Linked DNA regions of Columba livia: region 1 is linked to region 2. The links are chromatin contacts, called in public Hi-C maps. All regions are on one chromosome and are shown on one strand. The core of a region is the stretch at or near the end of the contact, and the rest is flanking DNA. Distances in the headings are between cores, read along the strand shown.

Evidence for each region. A called contact is a pair of places that touch in the nucleus more often than the background predicts.
Region 1: a contact with region 2 is called in a Hi-C map of liver, with 2.6 times the contacts expected there. The contact joins the promoter of ARHGEF10 here to the enhancer-like site in region 2. A contact is called at or near these places in 2 of 2 Hi-C or Micro-C datasets (crop and liver).

What each region holds. Positions count from the first base shown.
Region 1 is chr3:22,426,235-22,432,738 of bColLiv1.pat.W.v2, forward strand. It overlaps ARHGEF10 (Rho guanine nucleotide exchange factor 10), which reads left to right and starts at 1,675. Exons shown (of 29, transcript XM_065056039.1): 1 at 1,675-1,875.
Region 2 is chr3:22,387,021-22,394,088 of bColLiv1.pat.W.v2, forward strand. No RefSeq gene overlaps it. Among named protein-coding and RNA genes, the nearest start is that of CLN8, 18 kb to the right of the region's middle. Within about 2 kb of position 4,046, at least 1 of the 3 cell types and tissues checked has an H3K27ac peak away from gene starts, as active enhancers do.

The sequences.
Region 1 (6,504 bases), core at 425-2,924, 37 kb after region 2:
GGAATTAGAGAGGGATATTTATATATGGTCACTGGAGTCAAAGAAGCAGTTGTCAAAGGGTTCAGAAAAGAACTACAGGAAGGATTTGAAATTTGTCTCTTTAACAGTGAAAGGGAGAAATTTATGCCCACGAATAATGAGTTGACTGCTAAAAGGAGGAGGATGTTGCTAGTAAATGATATTTTTGATCATGAAATTGGGCTAGTTGAACTTAGTCTAAATGTATGTCTGTTCTTTAATGTGGCTTGCAATGATAAGCAGCCATTAAACAGTTTGCCAAAGACTGATTCGCTGCCATTTCAGCTCCTGAAATGATACCTGGATGTGAGTGAAGTGCAACATATTTAAAAAAAAAATCACAGAAACAGCAGGATAAAGTAGTGTCTCTGCTGGAAGCTGAACTGAATGCCGTAATGGTATTCCTGGCCTTACTGTTTACATATAGCCCAATTTTCTCATTTTCTTTCTCATGTAGAACTTATAGAGCTATGTGAGAACTATTTTGAGTTCACACTGTGATGAGCTGCATTAAAAAGAAATAACGGTGAAAATGGAAACATTTTTGAAAGTAATACTTTGAAATATTTTATTTCTAAATTCAGGTTGTATCAGCCAACTCAAAGACATGGGATAGTTGTGAATGTATGTTGTTAAACTAAAGGCAAATGAAAAATGGTGAAAAAAAGGAGGATTCATAAAATGTCTTTTGAAATGCCACCATTTTCTACTAACATTTTCGTGTAATTATAATGAATTTACTATACCTGGGTGTATTTAATTACTGGCTGTAGCGTGAATGCACTTAAATTGGCACAGATCACTGCTGGATGATGCGTGGATCTTTGAACAGCATTTAGCTTGAACTTTTCGATGCTTAAGAGTGGACGGAAGATTTCAAATGATACGTAGCAATATTAGAGAGCTTTAAGTGACATCAAGAACTTATAATGTATTTAAGGACTTAAGAGCATTTATTTTCATCACAGAGTGATGGATGCGTACATGGATACATTGTAAAGTACGCATTTTCTAAATACTTGCTTCTCGTAAATGTTGTTTTTTAGTGTTATGAAACCGCACCTTGAGTCCTGAATTGTATGCACGTGATGTACAAGTGGATGATTTTACTTTCAGGATAAGCATGAAGTGCTTGTGTGACGTGGGCTTAGAGTGACGGTGCAGCTGATGGGGTCAGGGCTGGTCTGCAGTGACGCTTCAACTGATAAATGACAATAAATTCCAGAATAGCTACAGTGGCCTAGCGTGCGTCCTCACGTCTCACGGGCTCTTCGGGAGAACGTGGCTGAGGAAAAAAGGTTAATGTGTATCGGCCGTGTGCCCAGTTCGCCGGTCCCGGGCCGGCCACCCTCCCGCTCTCCTGCCGCCCGTTACACCCACAGCCCCCGCGCCGCCCCCACCGTGGGCAGCCGCAGGTGCCCGGGGATGTGCAGCGGGCCGGCCCCGCCGCGCCATCACGTGTGGCCGCAGGAATGCGGCGGGGGTCCGGGGGGGGTGCGGCACCGCCCGCTGACAGCGCCCGGCCCGCCCCGCCGCAACCGGCGGGCGGCTGCGCCAACCGGGAGGCGCCGGGGCGCCGCGCTGCCCCAATGGCGGCGGGCGCGGCCCGAAAGGCCCGGCAGCGGGCGGGCCGGGGGCGGCCCCGGGGCCGGAGCGGGGCGGAGGCGGGCGGGTCCCCGGCAGGGCTCGGGAGCTCCGCTCGGCGGCGAGTGCGTGCTCGGCGGCGGCAGCCCCGGGCGGGGGGGCTGAGTGACGTGTCCAGGGAGCGGGGCAGCCGCCGGAGCCCCAGCGGAGCGGACTGGGCCGGGCCGGACCGGGCCGAGCGGCGGGTCGGAGCTCCTGGCCGCGGTGCAGGAGGTGAGTGTGCCCTCCGCGGCTGGGGGGCCGCGGGCGGCTGCAGCCGGCGGGGTTAGTCACGGAAAGTTTCGTGCCTGCAGGCTGGGCTCGGTGTTTGGTGTGCAGACACCGCTTCTCGTCCGGAGCTGCCGTACCCCGCGTCCCGCCGCCGAGCCCGGGGCGCCGGGGCTGCCTCGCTGGGGCTGTGCGGAGCCCGCGGGTGGCGGCGACGAATCTCTGGCCGCCTCGGTGGGGGAGACGAAAACCTGAGGTTTTTTTAGATGCATTGTTAGAAAGGTTTTGCCAGTGTAACGCGGCTTCCCGGGTTACTGAAGTGCGGGTGTAAGCGATTGTTAATAAAGGTATTTGCTCCTTTTCCAGACTTGCAGCTCTTGATCTTTGTTGCAAAGTTTCTTCCGCAAGGATTTTGCTGGGGTCTTCACTGGGGTGTGCACCTCTTGGCGTTCTTCAGCATGGGGAGCTGGCCGGCTCCAGCTTCCCCCTCCTTTGGACCAGGGACAGATAAGGCTATAGAAAATGCAAACTCACAGAGAGACTTAAGTTTCTTTCCTTTTCCCTTCTTAAAAACCGTGTTCAACACCAGCTTTGTAGTTGACATCTGCAATTAAATTTGCTTTCTTAAACCAAAGGGGAAAATACTTTGGCACAATAACAGCTATCCATTTCTGTGTTTCGTTTTTTTTATTTGTTTGGGTTTTTTTAACAAATTGTCTTTGGTTTCTTTGTAATTAGCGCTTCAACTATTGGAAGAGTTACATAGTTGTCTGTGGTGATCTCAGACCACGCAGTTACTTTTGAAGGATGTCCTGTTCTTACAGGGTAAGGCAAGAACAGCTTTCAAAGGTTGGCCAGTCATTCATTCACCTGGGTGAGTGAGTGTGCTTTGTCCGTAGGCAGTGCCAGGTGCTTAGATAGACAGCTGGTCATAATTTGCCCATAGCAAAGCCTCATTTTAAAGGCCCTTAGGTGGTAGTTGTATTTTTGACCAAAAAGATTTTATCCATCCTAAAATCTTTTCTCTTTCGTTGAAGTATTTGATTTTTTTCTTTTCCTCCCCCAGAGCTACTAAGGACATGGCTTTTATTTTGTACTACCAGGTTTGAGTGTTTTAAAAGTATCTTCTTTTTTTTTTCAGTTGTGCAATTTAACTGTTACCATAAAAAGGTTTAATTTTTTTTTTTCGTGAGTTAGGAAATAAGAAATATTGACTGTTTAGAAACTGTCTCATGACAAATAAATACAGTGAGGAAATGCCAGTGTATGTATTATTTTTGTAACGAAAGTAAATGTTTTCCCAAAGCCTTTGCTCTGCTTCATGAACCCTGGTGAGCAATTTGTTCTGCAGTGGAAAGGAAGTATTACATTTTAAAAATTTTCTGTTGGCGCTCAGGAGATGCAGATTTACTGCCTGAACGTGGGCATGTTGGGCATCTACAAGTACAAGCCCATTATTTGGGCAGCAGTTCTGGCTGTTCAGCTGTTTTCTTCAATGGGCCCTTCATTCTTTTCACTTGGGTGACCTGTTTGATCTTGATAATCTGTCTGTCTTGCTTTGTTTAATCTATTTTGTCGTCCCCCCCCCCCCCCCCCAACTTGGGCTCAGTAGTAAAGTAGACTTTACAGACTTTTGTAATATAGTCTGTGGAATTCATAACTTTTCTGTGACATTGTACATAAGATGTGACCTGCTATGTGAGTGGCAATGCGTGTCTTGTGATGGGACGGGCACTGGATGTCCATTGCATGGGGCTTTCGTGGCTGATACCCACAGGTGGATGTAGTGGGGGAAAGGACCATGGAAGGAGATAGATGCTTGAGGAACATGCTGTCTGTGAACTCCAGCTGAGTGCCAGGACCTGGCAGGATCTTCTGGATTTGGGCTTTGGGAGTCCATACACCACGGGACGTGGAAAGAAGCCACAGTGCTGTGTGATTTTGTGTGCGCAGGCTGGCATCACAGCTCTGGGACGTTGAGACCAAATGTGCAAGTCTTGTGCTGTTGGCTTGGACATGCTGATGGTGAGCACAGCAAAGCAGTGAAGAAGCAGTTGCCTTGCTCTGTGCCCAGGCACAGAACCCTCTTCTGACCAGGAGCTGTGGTTACTATCAGCAGATAGGAGATGGTTTCGCTCATCAGTAGACTGTGATAGTCTTTCTTGGAGTAGAATACTGTGAAACAGGCTTTAATGTTTATTGAAATTAACTTTAAAAATCCACAGTATTAAATAAATAGTATTTAGATTCTTATTTGATTGCAATTGAAATCATATCATTGTTTTGGTTGGAAAAGACCCTCAAGATCATAGAATCCAACTGTTAACCTAACACTGTCACTAAACGGTGTCCCTAAGAACCTCTTCTACACATCTTTTAAGCACCTCCAGGGATGGTGACTCAACCGCTTCCCTGGGCAGCCTATTCCAATGCCTGACAACCCTTTCTGTGAAGACATTTTTCCTAATATCTCACCTAAACCTCCCCTGGTACAACTTGAGGCCATTTCCTCTTGTTCTATCACTTGCTACTTGGGAGAAGAGACCATCACCCTCCATGCTACAACCTCCTTTCAGGTAGTTGTAGACAGCTATAAGGTCTCCCCTCAGCCTCCTCCAAGCTGAACAGCCCCAGTTCCGTCAACCGTTCCCCATAAGATACTAATTGAGGATTTAGGTACCTCAGAATCTTGTGTTTTGTTTTGTTTTTTCTAGTCCCTTTACCAGGTTGAAATACTAAATCAAAGCACTTGGTTTAGTTATATGTCAAATATAAGAGGTTCTGTTTATCCTAAACCAGGTAGCTGTACAGCATGTCTTTAAGAAATCCAGAATCCAAACTTTGAAATGTACAGTCTCTATTTTTGAGTAGGGTGAATTTTTAATATTGTACATCATGGCTTTCTAAAAATTCTTTTGACACTTTTTAGTATCTTTCAGTCCATTTAAGTTACTCTTTTTAATAGTCTTTTCTTTGTTTGTTTTCTTGGTTATCATTTTATATGTATAAAATCTTGTATTGATTTTTTTTTAATGATTTTTTCCTTTTTGTGAGGACACTACTGCTGACCGCTCAGCGAGGGGTGGGGGTGGGAATTTCTTTTGCAGTTGAGGGTATTTAGTCTCACGATTAATACATTTGATATGAAGAAATCTCAACACTGAGGGAGTTCTTCAGTTAGTTCTGAGCTGTTTAGGAGTCCTTGCATAGTTTATAAATGTTTGAAGGAAGACAACAAACTTGTCTAAAACTCGAAGGTCTATTGTCAAACTTCATAACTGTTAATGGAATTTAATGCAACTGGGAATGGTGCATTACTCATTTGTAAGCCAGGAAGTCTATTAGCTGCTTCTATATAAAGTATAAATTATTTTTAGAATCTGTTGTAGAAAATTTATAAACTTTGGTTTATTTATGAAGAAGCCAGGAAGCAAATTCTGCAATCCAGGAGGAGGAGGAGAAGTTGTTGTGATTCAGGCTTTCAAGTTAAAATGTATATATTGTGCAGAGCTGCAGTCAGTTTATCTATTTATCTATAATACTACACTGCTCTTGATTTTTGTATGTGATGGAGAAATGCACAGTGTGTAGTAGTTACTTTCTTCATCTTTACATATGTGGGATGGTAATTTTCCTTCTGCCTTTGTGAAGTGACTTTCTGGTTTTTGCCTTTTTAAAATTATGTCTTTCCATTTTATAGTTTTAGTTTAGAACTGTAGAAGGAATCTCACGGGGAATTGTCTTATGGCCTCTAAATTTAAAGGCATTTTTGGAACTGTCTTTTCATAAATTCATTCTCCTGGTGGCTTTTTGAGCCACAAGTGCACTTCTGTACTATCTTTGGATGCTTCTTGTGGAATATTTATTGCAGCAGTTGTCCCTTAGAGAAGCTTCATTTGGAATTACAGTGTTAGATTAAACGCTGTGAATGCAATTGTTGAGTACATCTTACTTTTTGAACATTTTGTATGTACTAATGGGGCAACAAACGAGGCTTTAATGATAGTGGTGTGAAATAGTCTTTCATTTTGTAAATGTTCTACAACATGTGAGGGAGGCTTTTTTCATATCTGAGACCTTTTTGTAAAATCAGCATTCAGTATAGATATTTTTTTCCACTCCTGTTCCTATTCATACAAAGTCTTTCTTGTTATTACAGCTGTTAGTGGAAAATTATTAGTAGTAAATCCATTTCTGAATCTAGAAATAGTTTAAAGAGTAGAAAGGCTGCAAGCCTGGATACTTGGAAATTATCAGGGGTTCATTAACTGGAGCCTGAGAATTACTTAGGGAGACTACAGGCATGTTATGAGGAGGATGTGCTCTTTGTAACAAGGAAAGGTTGTACATGAGCAAGATAAACCAAAATTCTCATTATGGACCTATACATGTCTAAATACTCTCTGTTTTCACATCTCTTTCAGTAATGTTATTGTGTGCCTACGTTGTTGGCAGAGAGCAGAATCTTGGGACTCAAGGTCTGTCACATACCCTTGGACAAAAGCTGCAGCATTATTAGCGTCTTCTGAGATTTAAATGACTCGGGCATTTTCTTACAGTAAAGAATCTTGAGTTTTACTCACACCAAAATACTTCAGATTACTTTGAAACCGGGGACCTTTAAAGGTACAACTT
Region 2 (7,068 bases), core at 2,796-5,295:
ATTTGTAACAATTAGAAAGAAGCTGTAATATTCTATCAGATTTTACATTCTGAATGTAGTAACCAAGGAAGAAAAAAGCCTAATACCTGAAGATAAATGTGAATCTCTGTTCCTTCAGTCAGAAGGGTCATTTACAGTCGCATGTGTACCGGCTGTGACTGTACCTGTGGAGGGGAGATTCCCTCTGTGTGGCATTTCCCAGCTTGCTTGTCTCCAAATATCAAAATAAAATGAATGTAATCAAAATGCTGTTGTAAATCAGGGGTTAGGATGTTCTCCCTTTAAGTGGGAGAAAACAAGTGATAGAACAGCAGGATGGGTTTGTACAGAGAAGGACCTGAGGAGCAGACAGCAGCACTTTGTGGCCACTTGAAAGACTTGCTGTAGGGAGCCTCTGGGGCATATTTACCACCTGTGATGTGTTTCACTTCAATGGCATTTACCTTGTGAGACCTAACAGACTGTGACCCTTCCTTGGCTTCCTTCTGGGACCAAACTTTCTCTTCTGGAAAGCAGACAGGATAGCTGGCCTGTGAGCTGCTTTTGTCTTTATTGTCACAAAAGAAAAATCTGTAAATATCTTCTGTGATAATCTGTCTTATTATCTAGTGTCAGATGCTACACTGGGACCACTGACTTTCTTGAAGAAAGAATAAAGGCTTCTGGTGAAGCTGCTGTTGTATTTCCACCTGTCAAGAAAGGTTAGGTGAGTTCAGGGACAAGATGAGTGGTAACTCTGAGTCAACTCATGAAAGGGTGTAACTTGCAGGGTAAAATATATGGGGGAAATTGTTCCTGGAGAAGTGGGTGGGAGATGTCAGAGATGGATAGAAGGGAACAATAGCTGCTTTTCAGTCACAAGCTTACTTCCAGTAGCTAAAAATGAAAGATTATTATAATCAAAATAGGATCTAACTTGCTGTAATTCTCTTCACATTAACTTATACTTCCCCAGGGGAATCTGGATTTCAGAAAGCATAAGAGGGGCTGACAGTCCTTTAACCCCGCTCCACACCACTGTGGTCCTTCTGCTAGTCTGCCCCCCTTTCTGAAGCTCTCAAAAGGTACTGCTGTTATTTCCTTTTGCTCTGGACAAACAGACACTACCAGGGTCCTGGGAGTTCTCCCCCCTGTGCAGCTCTGGTTGAAAGCAAACCTCCTTTGACCCTTCTTGCTTCATTTTACGGTATTTTGGAAGGAATGTCACTGTTTCTTACATTTAGCTAAATGGACTAGTGTAATCCATATAATAAACCAGTATAAATGTGGTTCTCCTGTCCTTTTTGGTAAAGAAGGAAACACAGAAACAGCGAGATTGAAGGATGCCTTTGAATGCTGTGTGGAGGGACAGTCTGGGGAGGTACAAAATTCCTCAGTTCTTATTGACTACGTCAAACAGGAGGGAAGAAGCACTCAGCAGTCTCATTTGGCTAGTCTGGAAAGCATGAGGAATGGCAGGAACACATCGCATCTCCTTCCCCGCCTGCCCTTCTGGGTGTCACTCCGGAGGCAGGCGGTGAGCGGCCGAGCTGCTGCAGCCCATGCCCTGAGCACAGCTGGGCTGCCTGGCACGGGCACAGCGCAGCTGCTCTGCCCAGCGGGCTCAGCCAGCGCTTCTCAACACGGCGCTCGGCATTTCAGCAGTTCACACTGCCACCCATTGCTGTGTCTGAGCACATTGCCCCTGAAAGTGATAGCAAACGCCTGAACAGATTTTGTTCACAACAGCGCACTTCTCTTTCTGCAGTCACAGCTCTCCATCACAGCAATCAGACGTATTTGGGAATAATGTGCACTGAAGTGTGTCTGTGTCGATGAGGCTGGAAATGCTTCCTCAAAGGAAAACTGTGATCGGACTGTGGAGTCACTGAATCTCTTTTCAGTGTCTGCTTCTTCACAGCCAAGAATGCTTTGGCCTCAGCTTTGTCCCTTTGCCACAGGGGTTTTGTTCCAGATGTTGTCAGCCTGTTGCACTGGTGCAGAGGAGAAAATTCAGGTCTTCATGACCTCTGAGGCTGAGCCTGACAAGAAGATACATTGCACCATGTCACTGGAAGCAACTGCACCTGCAAGGCAGGTGCAACGGGAGCTACAACTCCTATAAAATGAGTTGAGAAGGAAGCTACATTTGGGACTGCATTGGTACATCTGGACCATCAATGTATGTTGCTGTAATAAAGGAATTTATGTGTTCCTGTAGACCACACAGACCTTGCAAAAAAAAAAAAAAAAAAATCATCAAAACAATATATCACCAGTTGATGCAATACAAAGCATCAAATCTAGGAATTTTCTTTAATAATGTGGATTTCACTCTTTTTCAGAGAGATTTGGGGATTTCAGGTCGTCATATGCTTTTGCAAATGTTTCCTTGCACCCTGCTTGTGCTATTCAAAGCACTTTTCTTTAATTTGAATTTCATTTCCTCCCTTCAGCTTCGTCTACTATAATAACTACGCACATCAGGCTTACATCTGAGAGCACAGATATACACACACGTGCACACTTGTGTGTAGATGATAAATTCCCTTTACACAAGTGCTTATTGTTAATGCAATTCAGTCTCAAATTTTCCATACCAATTGTCAGCATCTGTTGAAACTATCTGGCAGGACGTTTTTAGGCAAAAGAATTGATTTCTGTAAGTAGGACTAGGAAGAAAAGGTATTTTGTTTTATTTTTAAAAATAAGAAAATCATTACACCAATGACGTAGCACTGAGCAACTCCATGGTCTGTCTGGAGTAAACCTTGGCTCTGCATAAGTTATATGTGGAAAATTAAACAGAAACCATTTGAACATGGGAAGCTCAAGCCGGCTGGATTTGGGGAGCTCCAGAGCATAGCAATGCTGTAGAGCTCAGTATGGGACAGAATGGGAGACCAGGATTTTCCCTCTACTTTGAAGAGACTGGGAAGGAGCTGAGAAGCTTTTGCTACCTGGAAGCCAGGAAGTCCTTTGGGGCATCTTTGTGCTTTCCCATCTAGTGCCCAGGATGCAAAATGTATCGAGGAAGAAATCTGGTTCATACTGAGGAAGAAGGGGAGCAAGACCAGAGGAGAGGAGCAGAAGAGCCAGGGGGTAGGAAGGGTACAGTCCAGAAAACGCACAAATCCATGTGGAAGAGGTGATGAAGGGGGCCAAGGCCGGCTGCTGGGATGGGGCAAGACCTTCTCCTCCCTACCCAAACTTACACCAGGGCTACTCAACATAAACATTCAGCAACTCCTAGCCAATGCCTCTGAAAAAACAACAGATCAGTACTCAGCTGTGTCTCAGCCCACTTAAGAGACCAGCCCACATGGAGGCCAGCAAAAATGCTGGAAGCATCTAGTCCTTTTAAACACCCAGAATGGGTTTTAGCTGGGGATAGAGGGGATGGGAGATTTTAAGTACTCTGCACTGAAAGCCACTTATAGGGTGCTTATAAGGGGAAAAAGATATGACCCTTATCCAATGAATAACAGATTTAATACAGCTTCTCCTTAGGCCAAAACAGCTGGTGGAAAGTGAGATAAGAAAACTCCCAGCTGGGGCATGGAGGGTTCCTTAGAGCCCTCCCTCCATTTTCCCACTGCCAGTGCTGCCACATAATATGTAAGCCTGAGAAGTTACAAGTAACCACAGGGATTTATATTAGAGCAAGGGAGAAAATATATAACGAAATTAAACAAGGTTCCTGTCTGAACACCAAAGAACTTCAATAATTTTAATTAGTGGCCAGGAGACACATTACAACATAGAAGAGAAGCAAAGAGGCATAAATGAATAAATAAAAGCATCAAGAATACTTTTTTTCTCCCCCCCTTTTTTTTTTTTTGTTTTTGCTTCAAATTACAAAAATACCCCACTCAGAGTTGTAGGTATTAATCATACACTGATCTTGTTAATGCTTAAAAGAAAATCAACAGAACAAACCCACTACAAAATATTGCTGACATAATTTAATTTCAATAATGGATAATCAGTCATAGTATGCCAGGGAGGGTCAGCAGTATATTTGTCAAACATGAGTCAAGACGGGTATATCAGATCTCACAAAAGTACATGGTCACTCAGGTTTATCTCTAGAGAGCAAATTGCCATTTATTTGTAAGGACTGTGTGAGGATGTGTGGCATAAGCATTTGGGAAATATTTCTGAATACTGGGGAGGGAAAACCCTATTAGTTTCATATGGGGAGAAAACTTCCTTGATATTTTTGAAGAACTACTCATAGTCCATATAGAGCCTTTAAAAGACACTGGCAAATTTAAAGAGTCATGCAAGTTACATTAAATTTCATAAAATGCCTCACAGGTGAGCGTCAAAATAATTTAATCTGTATATTTTATTAAAAAAATCACACCCAAGCCACACTCTCCCAAACTCAAAAAAATAGCATGTCATCTGATTCTAATATATCAGTATTTTCCAAGGGAGGAAATACTGGAAATTAATAAGCTTCTTAATCTAGCAAGGAAAAGTGTAACAGGCAACACCAAAAGGGAAGCTAGACTGCTTCAAACTGTGGAAAAGGCATGCATTTTAAGACTGAGATTAGTCACTGGAACAAGCTGCTAATAAAAGCAGCAAATTCTTCATTTCTTTTGGCCTTCAAAAGCACAATAACTGACTTTCTGAAAATAAGCATTAGTCAAACTCAAGTGATGAAGCCTGATAAAGGAAGAACTGTGTGAATGTTGAAGAGTTCTGATGTGCAGGAGGTTAGATTACATGCTTTAGTGATATCATCTATCCTTAAGCGCTCTGAGTGAATGCAGCATTGTACTTTTTTACAGCATAATGATCAGAATTCAGCAAATCCACCTTTTTCTTCTCCTCCATTTTATGTTTTTCTTCAGAAAATTGAGACAATTACCCTGTGCCTGTCCATGATTGCTTTTCTATTTTCTACACTCCTAAACCTTGATAAGAAACAGAATTCACTTTATGACCCCCTGACACTAATATGGCATTAACACAAACGAGAGATGGGACCATTATATTCATCAGAGCAAAGTCCACAAAAATGATAGACACTCTTTGTGCATGCTGTAGCCTCAGACATGTGGGATAAATGACAAGATTTTAAGGACTTCTTAGGAGCTTCAGATCTCACTTCAGTTCTCCCAACAAATAAGGACTAAATATGTTTCAGTAACTTTGATTTAAAAGCTTATGTTTTAATTGAAAAAGTAGGAGAACTTAAATTCTGCAGGTTTGTGTCATATATTTCCCACACCAGCCTTCTCCTGCTATACATTCCCAAGTGGAATTACCATAGCTATTTGGAAAGCAAGCTCTCACCGCATTTTCCATTCCTGAATGATTTCCATCACTGAGTTAAGTTTAAATGGGAGAACAGATTTGTTAATAGTTGAAAATTGTTGAAGTCATGCAAAGAAACAGTGCCACAGCTACCATTTACTCTGGGGAGTCATTCTGCAGGTGAGGAGCTGTGTCCCTTTTCCATAGGCTCTTTCTAAAGATCCGTATGCATGGCAGTGTGCTGATGTGAGCCTAATTTTCCAGAAAATAACATCCTTCCCAGCACTGCGTTCTTCGTGACCTAGGGCAGGAGAAAGCAGCCACAGCCACATCACTGTTTTGGGGTGCTGGCGGAGAGCAGGGGCTCTGGGCAGCAGCAGCCTGGACCCCGGTGGGCTCAGGGGAAGCACTGGGAGGAGATGGGTGACACAAGTGGAGAGACGAACAGCGCTGCAGCTCAAAGTACCATGGTCTGGAGCTTTGACTTAGGCACCAAAAGTGAGCAGCAGTGCTGTGAAAGATGATTGTGAACCTGTGAAACTGTTTTCACTTTTGGGCCCCTCATCATAAGAGGGACAATGAAGTACTAGAGAGTGCAGAGGAGGGTGATGAAGCTGGTGAGGGGTCTGGAGCACAAGACTGATGAGGAGCGGCTGAGGGAACTGGGGCTGTTTGGCCTGGAGAAAAGAAGGCTGAGGGGAGACCTTATCGCTGTCTACAACTACCTGAAAGGAGGTTGTAGCATGGAGGGTGTTGGTCTCTTCTCCCAAGCAACAAGCAATAGAAGAAGAGGAAATGGCCTCAAGTTGCACCAGAGGAGGTTTAGATTGGCTCTTAGGAAAGACTCTTTCACAGAAAGGATTGTTGGGCATTGGAACAGGCTGTCCAGGAAGTGGTTGAGTCACCATCCCTGGAGGGGTTTAAAAGGCGTTTAGATTAGCTTCTTAGGGGCATGGTTTAGTGCTAGAGTTAGGTTAGGTTATGGTTGAACTCAATGATCCTGCGGATCTCTTCCAACTGAAATGATTCTTTGATTCTATGATTCTATGCTGGGAGTCTGTGTGCCACTAGTATATCCCAACTTCACCATGTGTTGTCATTTCAGAACAGGTAACAAATAGTTTTACTGCTTTGGGGGAGACCGTCGCATTGTCTTTCATTGTAACACGCCAACATTCACGTTCAAAGACGCAGAGAAGAGTGTCAACTCCGGACACCACCAATCCCCTCTACCCCTTTGCACACGGACAAGCAGCTGGTGCAGAAAACTTATGTGGAAGCTTTAGGATCGCTGAGCTTTAAACCAAATAGTTTAAGACCCTCTGATAAGACCGTCGTAATTTGTTGGCGGCCTGGAAACGCTACCGAGACAGGGAAACAGGCGGACAGCTCCTGCCCAGTTCCAGCGGGCTGTGCCCTTCCCTGCCAGCCTGCCCGCAGCGCCGGCCGCAGCCCGCCGCACAGACAGACAGACGGACAGACAGCTCCGCCGCACAGACCAGACAACTCCGCCGCAGAAACAACCCCGCCGCGGCTGCTGCCTGGGGGGGCAGCCTGCCACTGGGACACAGCCCGTGCCCGCACCCCCGTGCTAGAGCCCGCCCCGCCCCGCCCGCGGTACCTCCCTTGGTACCGCCCGCGGTACCTCCCTTGGTACTGCCCGTGGTACCGCCCGCGGTACCGCCCGTCCCCGCCCCGCCCGGGGACAGCCCGTCCCGCACTTCCCGCCTCTCCCGCCAGGTGGCGGTAAAGGAGCAACGCGCGGCGGCCGCTGGGGCCCGGGCGCAGGCGCTGTTCGGGCGGAGGGGCCTGAGGCAG